3 separate regions of the Pan troglodytes genome follow, and regions 1 and 2 are each linked to region 3. A link is a contact called in public HiChIP or PLAC-seq data. All regions are on one chromosome and are shown on one strand. Each heading gives the region's core, a stretch centred on a gene start, on an enhancer-like site or on the middle of the called end of the contact. The rest is flanking DNA. Distances are from core to core; before and after follow the strand shown.

Region 1 (2,700 bases), core at 128-2,627, 420 kb after region 3:
TTTCACAAACTTTCCCAGACACTACGTGGGTCTGTTTGGGAGGATAGAAGAGAGTGGGAGGAGTCAGGATGAGCTCCCTCCCTTCTCTCTACCCCTCAATCAGAATGTGTTTTGATAAGTGGGGGCTTGGGGACAGTATAAAGGTGACTAACTGCACCTCCCTTACCAATTAAATTTTTTAAAAAGCTGCTATGGAAGGAGCGAATATTAGTTTCCTGATTTATAAAGCCAAATGGATTAAGCTCATTCATTGCCCGAGGAAACAAAAAGGAAATCTTCAATACCTCTGTGCACATTGAGAATAGGAACAATGCCGGTCTTTAGAAAGCAGAAACCTAATTTGGGGGAATCAATTACCCTCTGTGTCCTGCCTCTGTGGGCTCTCTCACTGGTTCTCTCAATAGATTTCCTGGGAGGTAAAATGTGGAGAAGTTGATCAACCACAGGCACACCCTCGGTACAGCCTTGAGACAGGAGGTGAAGAACTAGGTCTAGGGTGGGTGGAGTTGGGGGTTCCTGGGCACAAGGGTGGGGTGGGGAGGGTTTTCGGATAAAAGTTGAGAGTGGGGGCGGTATTGAGAGGGGCAGTGAGAGGGCAAAGTGGGTGGTGGTGGTGGGAACCTGGGGTTTATAACTGGGGGAGAGCAAAGCCCAGTTGATGCCTGAACAGGTGACCGGATGGAGAACACTGTGGCCCAGCCTGGGTCCAGAGTCACCACCGCCTCCTGATCCTCTCGGATTTCTCCTCTGTGATCTGCACTTTCCCCCGTGGGGCTGAGCATGCCGCGGGGAATGGCTGGGCAATAATGAAAAAAGAAAGGGGATGGGGCGCCTGCCACGGTAGCCACGGAGTCATATTCACAAAGTCACACACAGAAGCACTCTCGCGATCTCATACACATTCCTGTGCCGGGTCCCAGTCCAGGCCCACTGTCCCCAGACCCAGAGTCACGCCCAGCCTGGCGCACTCATTCAGAATCACAGGCACGGAGCCCACACTCCTACCCGCACACACCCAGCCGCAATCGCACGCGTCCCACCCCCACCCTTGTCTTGAGCTCACACAGTGGCTCACCACCCCACACAGCCCTCACTCTGGCATGCGGACACACACACACACACAGCCCCTCACAGGCACACACTCTGGCTGTGCTTTTGTGTTTTGTCAGAATTAATGAGAAAAGTTCCCGTGCCCTGCGGGTAATTAGTGTCCTTGGAGTTAAATAAGCTAATGGCGGGCACCTCTGGCCCAAGCAATTATGTTTGTGTATTGAATAATTGATTCAAAGGGGGGGAAGGGCCGCTAATCAGATCTGAGCATAATGAATTGATTTAATTAACAGGGGAATCTGAGGGGCCCTGGGAAATGCAGCCTTCACTCTGCTGAGGCGAGCGCGGCCGGCACGGAGGAAGGACGCGCGCGCGGCTCAGGCTCCGGCTGCGGCGCGGCCCGGCCCGAGCAGCTGCTGCTCGCGAGGCTCCCGCGATCCCGGCCTGGCCGTCTCGCCCCCGCGCCCGCCCCCTAGTCCCTCCTCCTGCGCTCCCTGCCCGCGGGGCTGCGCTCCGGACTCCGGTCCGTCTGCCCCCGTCGGCGGTCGCAGCTCTCCGGACTCGGCGCTCGCGCGGGGCCGGCGGGAGCAGCGCAGGCGGCCGGCGGCGGGAGTCGGAGCCACGCGCCCCTCCGTATCCTCGGCTCTAGTCCGGCTGGAGCCGTCGGGACCATGGTGTTGGACCAGGAGGACGGTAGGTGCCCGGCGCGCGGTGCCGGTGCCCGGGGGCACGCGGGACGTGGGGCGGAGACTGCGGCGCTGGCCCTGCGGAGTCCACCCCGCTAGCGGCGGCAGCGCCCTCAGCACCCGCGGGCCGCCTCCGGCTGATGGGTGGCTTCCCGGAAGCGCGGCGGCTGATGTGTGCGCCGGTGCCGGGGTCGGCGGTGCCAGGCTCAGCGCCCTGGCTTCGGCGGCGGGATTAGGAAGTCTCCTGGTCCCAACGAGGCCGCCAGCCCTGCGCGCTCCGGCTGGGAACTTTCTCACGGACTCTTGCCGCCTTGCGGGCATCCGGAGCGCCTCTGCGACCCGCACCGCGGGCTTCCCGGCAGTGCCCACTGCCAGCCAGTCTCCCAGCCTCTCTGGGTGTCTGCACGTTCCCCTTCCGCACCCTACTGCGGAACGGATCCCAGCGGGGTGGTGGGGGTGCCCACAGATCCTGCAGGTGCAGGGGTGAGGGTGCCGTCAAACCAGCACTGTCTCTGCGGTCTGGCACTCCGTAGCTGCGGGATGGGTGACATTGCCTCCGCCCCTGGCAGGGCTGGGGAGGGAACTGCCATCAGTTCACCCAGCCTGGCATGTTGGGAGGTGCCACGCTGGCTGGGGTAGGTGGGTGGGCCATCTAGTCCAAAATATCAGGTCCAACTGGAGGCGGTTTTACCTTGAAGCTAATGAAGTTTAGGGTCCTTCAGGTTCCTTCAGCTGCCAGGTCCTTGGTGGTAATTTGGTATTAGTAGTCTTGTAGTCCTTTTCTTAAAGAGCCCCACGCCCGAACTACAGTAAGCTTTGGACCTCACAAAATTTCCATCCATCCCTGGGTCCAACTCCTACCCTTTCCACTGCCAGTCTCTTGGAAGAACACACAGCTCTGGCTGACCCAGAGACCATCCGCGGAGGCTGGGACAATCCCTTAGTGCCTGAAGGACGAAGTGCT
Region 2 (2,700 bases), core at 137-2,636, 290 kb before region 3:
ACATTTCAGATGCTCAATTGCCACATGTAGCTAGATAGTGGTTATACTATGGAGCTCTAAAATTCTGCCCAGACTGAGTGTGCTTGGTGTTTCTCCATTAAACATATGAGGCCCATCAGTCTGAGGCACAACTATGTATTTTCTCTAAGTCTCTGTACCCCCAAGGCCTTGAAAACAATTCGGAAGGAAGAGAAGGCCTATGAGGTTTCAGCTACAGCAGGCACTCCCTTTAGACGCCAAGCCTAGAAAACCCTAAACTGATGCCTAACTTGCAGCTGAATCACCTTTTAGCAATCAGATTCAGTACCTCACCAACACATTTGATCCAGGGAGTCTCCAGTTTGTCCTTTGTCCAGTAGAACACCCACTACAAAGCCTTGATAATTCATCAAAGTGACAGCACCTTCACTGGGCAGTCTGGTGAGAGGACATATAGCCCTGCCACCCTGGTTCCTGTTGGGAACAATATCAGATACCTTCTTGTGTTAGATTCACATGAATCTAAGAATCACATGGGCGAAAAATATTGAGAGCATTCTGTTAAAACATTTCCACAAATTGGGAAAAGACGATTTTTAAAAATCTGTTGGGGCCGGGCGCGGTGGCTCACGCCTATAATCCCAGCAATTTGGGAGGCCGAGGCGGGCGGATCACAAGGTCAGGAGATCGAGACCATCCTGGCTAACACAGTGAGACCCTGTCTGTACTAAAAATACAAAAAAAAAAAAAAAAAAAAAAAAAAAAAAAAATTAGCCGGGCGGCGTGGTGGCGGGCGCCTGTAGTCCCACCTATTAGGGAGGCTGAGGCAGGAGAATGGCGTGAACCTGGGAGGCAGAGGTTGCAGTGAGCTGAGATCGCGCCACTGCACTCCAGCCCGGGGGACAGAGCGAGACTCCGTCTCAAAAAAAAACAAAAAACAAAACAAAAAAATCTGTTTAGAGGTAAAAACACGGGTATTACATGGAGCATAATTTGAAATCCATTCCCTCATATTCAGCCAAGAACTACAGGCCCAGAGAAGGGAAGTGATTTGCCCAAGGTCATTCAACAAATCCCTAGGGGCTGTGATGATCCCTGTGTCCTTGCCATTATCTTCCTTGTCTCCACTAACAAAAATATTTCAATGGGAGAATGTGCCGATCTAAGGCACTCCTAAAGTACTTGCTGAGAATGACAGCCCTGGGGAGACCAGTCGGCAGCCCTGAACAGGCACTGCCTTACCGGGGCGTAGCGCCCCAATTCGCCAACTCTTGGAGTCCTAGGCGGAGGATACTACTGGGGCAGTTGTTTCGCCAATTCCACATCTCCCGGAGCCTGGCCTGGCCCAGCCCAGCCCCGCTGCTGTGACCCACTTCCTAGCTGCAGGCTGGACCAAGGGGAGGTACATGGGGAGCTCCACAGGGAGGCCACGCCCACGAGGGCAGCTCAGAATTAGAAAGCCGACGGGGTGCTGTGGTCAGGAGGCGCGTGGGCGGCAGGTTAGTACTTAAGGTGCAGAGACCACCCCCAACCCTTTGACTGGCGGTGGGCATCCCGGAAAGGCATGGCTCGGCCAATTCCAGCCCCGTTTCCACGCTCAGCACCCGCCCTGCCTGTGCGCGAACGGCTCCGGCCCGCACGGGTCGCCAGAGGCCACTGTGCGACACTCGGAGTTTGCTGGGGTCTCCGTGGGCGGGAGGACTTTCCAGCGCAATGGCGACTCCCTAAGCCCCGCAGCTTCTGCGCCCGGGAAAGATATCCAAGAGATGCAAAGCTCTACTGGGCCCAGGCTGCCACCCCAGAGGCCCCCTTCCGTCCCGGGGCCGGGGCTAGGCCAAGGCGGGCACCAGGACTGCCCAGCCTCCCGGCCCTTCGCTCTGGTAACCGTTTCCGGGGCGGATGCTTTTTGCATCTGACCCGGCGCGCCCGGTGACGCCTTCGCGTCCAGACGGAAGTGCGGGCGGAGGATCCCCAGCCGGGTCCCAAGCCTGTGCCTGAGCCCGAGCCGGGAGCCGGTCGCGGGGGCTCCGGGCTGTGGGACCGCTGGGCCCCCAGCGATGGCGACCCTGTGGGGAGGCCTTCTTCGGCTTGGCTCCTTGCTCAGCCTGTCGTGCCTGGCGCTTTCCGTGCTGCTGCTGGCGCAGCTGTCAGACGCCGCCAAGGTGAGTCCCGCCCAGCCTCGCTCCTGACGGAAGCTCCTCCCCTACCACCGGCCTTGCGGAAACTGGGTCTGCCAACCTGCTGCTTGGCCCATTCCTGACAGCCATACCCCTGGCCTCACAGCTCCGGCAGACCCCCGCCGCCACCAGCCCCGCCCCTCCCGACTGCCCGGCGGCACTCTCGCCCTCAGCCCCGACAGCCTGGCAGTCAGCGCCCCACGGTCGTCCCCAGCCCCGACAGTGCCCACAGTCCGGACAGCAGCCCCCCACCGCCTTAACATTTCCCTTCCCAGCCCCGGCTGCACGCATCTTACACTTGACAACCTTTTCACCTCCGAGAGCCTTTAACTTTCCACCCTAAGCTCTTGACAGCCCACCTGCGCCCTCCGCCAGCCTCACAGGCCCTGCATGCCCCAAGCCAGAATGATAGGAAGCCCCCATCTGACAGAGCCTTCCCTGTCAAGGGCCGACTCAGCTCAGCTCACCCCTGAACACTTCCCTTCCTGTGGTGGGATCTTGCCCCTCCTGGCCTACTTCCCTCCCAGTAGGACCTACAGAGCAT
Region 3 (2,700 bases), core at 69-2,568:
GTGTCAATAAAAGCAGTCCAAGGACACTTACTATTTGTCGAAGTTGATCCGGTGGTGATGCAGACCACCAGCATTACCGCGGCCGCCGGGGTGCTTCCGGTGCTTGCCTGCAGGAATACAAAGCTACGTGGGGCCGGTGTGATGGCTCATGCCTGTAATCCCAGCACTTTAGGAGGACGAGGGGGGTAGATCACCTGAGGTCAGGAGTTCGAGACCAGCCTGGCCAACACGGAGAAACCCCCGACTCTACTAAAAATAGAAAAAGAATTAGCCGGGCGTCGTGGCGCACACCTGTAATATCAGCTACTCGGGAGGCTGAGGCAGGAGAATCGCTTGAGCCCGGCAGGCAGGGGTTGCAGTGAGCCGAGATTTCGCCACTGCACTCCAGCCTGGGCGACAGTGATCAGTCTCACACACACAAAAAAGCTACATGCACCACACAGCCTTCTCATGCATCTCAATACTTCCTCGCACAAAAGCAGAGTGTTTCCCAGACTTCTGTGTCCCGCTTACGCTGTTCCCACCCTACCGATGCCGGTTTTCAGCAATGCGATTACTTTAGGATTCCGGGTGAAACATCTTTTCAGGTTCCACATCACAGCATTCCCACAGTACTCCATGTCTTCAACTAACCCAATACCGTGCCTGCTCAATTCCTATTACCCCACTGATGTGAAATTCCTTAGAAATGGAATACTAGAGGATCCTCAGAAAAAAATCAACAGCTGTCCAACTTGACCACAAAAAGGTCTTATTCTAACCCACTTATAGGCTACCGATCTCCAGCCTAGCTAAGCACCCGAAGAGAGCCCAAGGCCCACCCCGAGGGGAAGCCGGCACTTACCTATGCGGCCGTGGCCGTGGCTCACGTGGCCCCTAAGTTTCCGGGTCTTCCTCAGTCTGGATGGCTGTTTGGAAAAAGCTTGGTGGTAAGGCCTAAGGAATTAGGGGCAGGGGGCGATGCCTGCCAGCTGAGATGGTCCTGTAAGCCTGTGGGTCAAAGACCTAACTTCTGGAGCGTTTGGGAAAGTTGAGGGTACCGATCGGCTCAGGGCCGTGAGGTCTCACCACGGTAGCGCAGGGGCCCGCGTGTCCTAGAGATCCGAACCGCGGGCCTAACACACGGCTCCGGGAGCCCCGCCCCGGGCCCGCGCCGGCCACCCTGCCCTGCAGGCGGCCATGCGCAGCCTGGAAGCCCCGACCATGGTAGACAGTGGATGACTAGGGGCAATGGGAATACAGCTTAGGGGTCTCCGCCGGCAAGGAAGAGGAGGCAAGAAACCAAACACCTACCATGTTGGCAGCCCAGACGAAAAAGGAAGGCCTTCGCCAAGTCTCGCGAGGTATCGGCCACGGGGGCGGGGGCAAAACGCCTCACTTCCGGTCACAGAGGCCGGGCTTCGGGCGGGGCCTCTTGGTCTCGCGGGATTGCGCGCCTGCTAGTCGCTTCCTCTTTCTGAGGGTGGTGATCCCCCATCACGGAGTGTCCTGGTGGCGGTGTACGGTTTCGGTGAGGCTCGCTGTGCTAGGCTCGGAGGGCGAGAACTGTTGAAGAATCGGGGCTAGGTGTGCTGTACTGCACGCCGCCCGTGCTTGCTTGAGCCAGGCCCTTTTCTGGCGCCTTGGTCAGGGAACCGCCTAAGCCGACCCTAAGGGCCTCGGTGTCTGAGCTCCTCACCAAATGCGCCAGCCCTGAGCCGCCCCGCGCGCCTCCACAGTTCTTAGTGGTCTGCCCCGGGCTGGTGATAGTGGCTACTGGTTTGTCTCCCGGCCGCAGTGCGGAACCGCGAGGCCCTCTTTAATCCTCAGTGTGCCCACCTGGTGTCTCGCTCGGTTTCCTGAAGCTCGGGCGGCTCCCGAAATGCCTTCTCCCGCTCTCACACTTCTGAGTGGGCACTGCAGCTTCCTTTCTCTTTTGCCCTTTTGCTATCATTTGGTTGTCCTCTCAAGTTTGAGCAACTTAAATTGCTTCAGGGACTTACATGCCTGGTTGCTTTATGGTCCTTTTAATGCAGATGTTGTAAATACTTTTTCTAAATGCCACATTTAGGCCAGGCGCGGTGGCTCACACCTGTAGTCCCAACACTTTGGGAGGTCGAGGCGGGAGGATTTCTTGAGGCGAGTAGTTCAACACCAGCCTGGGCAACATAGTGAGACCCTCGTCTCCACATACAAAAGTAAATAAGTAAAAATAAATGCTATTTTTGAATTTTCTCCAGAATCTACATAACACGCCTGTGACCCTTTCCTGGACACAATGCAGACAGTTGCTCGCTTCCCCACCTGTACCACCACACAATCTAGTATAACCCTTATGTAACTTATTGACCTACGTTTGTCTTCCCTACTAGACCTAATTCCTTATGTGGTCAAGGACTGTTTTTTTTAATCCACACTCAACTAGTGATTGTTGAGTGAATAAATGAACTTACCCTCACCTCCCTGTCTTCGCTAATAGCAGCGTGTCTTCGCTCTTAAGTCGGTTCCTTCAACCAGTGTTCAAGATCCCATCCCCTCGCTAGTCTATTAATAGATCCCATGGGAAAAAGGAAATACATTTTTAAAATCCCATCCCCTCAGTTATTCTCTGTGTGTATGTGTGAGCGTGTATTTATTTATTTTTCTTTGTCTTGCCCCCTTCAGCTAAAATATATTTTAGCTAAAATATCCAAAATTCTGGCCGGGCGTGGTGGCTTACTT

The links. HiChIP or PLAC-seq counts read pairs in DNA pulled down with a chosen protein or histone mark.
Region 1: an H3K4me3 HiChIP or PLAC-seq map of stem cell-derived excitatory neurons shows a contact between it and region 3, with 2.4 times the contacts expected there. The contact joins the promoter of LMO1 here to the promoter of RPL27A in region 3. A contact is called at or near these places in 1 of 7 Hi-C or Micro-C datasets (stem cell-derived neural progenitor cells) and 1 of 1 datasets of contacts at active chromatin or transcription factors (stem cell-derived excitatory neurons).
Region 2: an H3K4me3 HiChIP or PLAC-seq map of stem cell-derived excitatory neurons shows a contact between it and region 3, with 5 times the contacts expected there. The contact joins the promoter of TMEM9B here to the promoter of RPL27A in region 3. A contact is called at or near these places in 1 of 7 Hi-C or Micro-C datasets (stem cell-derived neural progenitor cells) and 1 of 1 datasets of contacts at active chromatin or transcription factors (stem cell-derived excitatory neurons).

Annotation. Positions count from the first base shown.
Region 1 is chr9:12,403,425-12,406,124 of NHGRI_mPanTro3-v2.0_pri, reverse strand. It overlaps LMO1 (LIM domain only 1), which reads left to right and starts at 1,377. Exons shown (of 4, transcript XM_054662032.1): 1 at 1,377-1,743. The coding sequence starts at 1,722.
Region 2 is chr9:13,112,101-13,114,800 of NHGRI_mPanTro3-v2.0_pri, reverse strand. It overlaps TMEM9B (TMEM9 domain family member B), which reads left to right and starts at 1,386. Exons shown (of 5, transcript XM_009459918.5): 1 at 1,386-1,478. The coding sequence starts at 1,386.
Region 3 is chr9:12,824,458-12,827,157 of NHGRI_mPanTro3-v2.0_pri, reverse strand. It overlaps RPL27A (ribosomal protein L27a), which reads right to left and starts at 1,318. Exons shown (of 5, transcript NM_001034084.1): 1 at 1,294-1,318; 2 at 845-908; 3 at 32-107. The coding sequence starts at 1,296.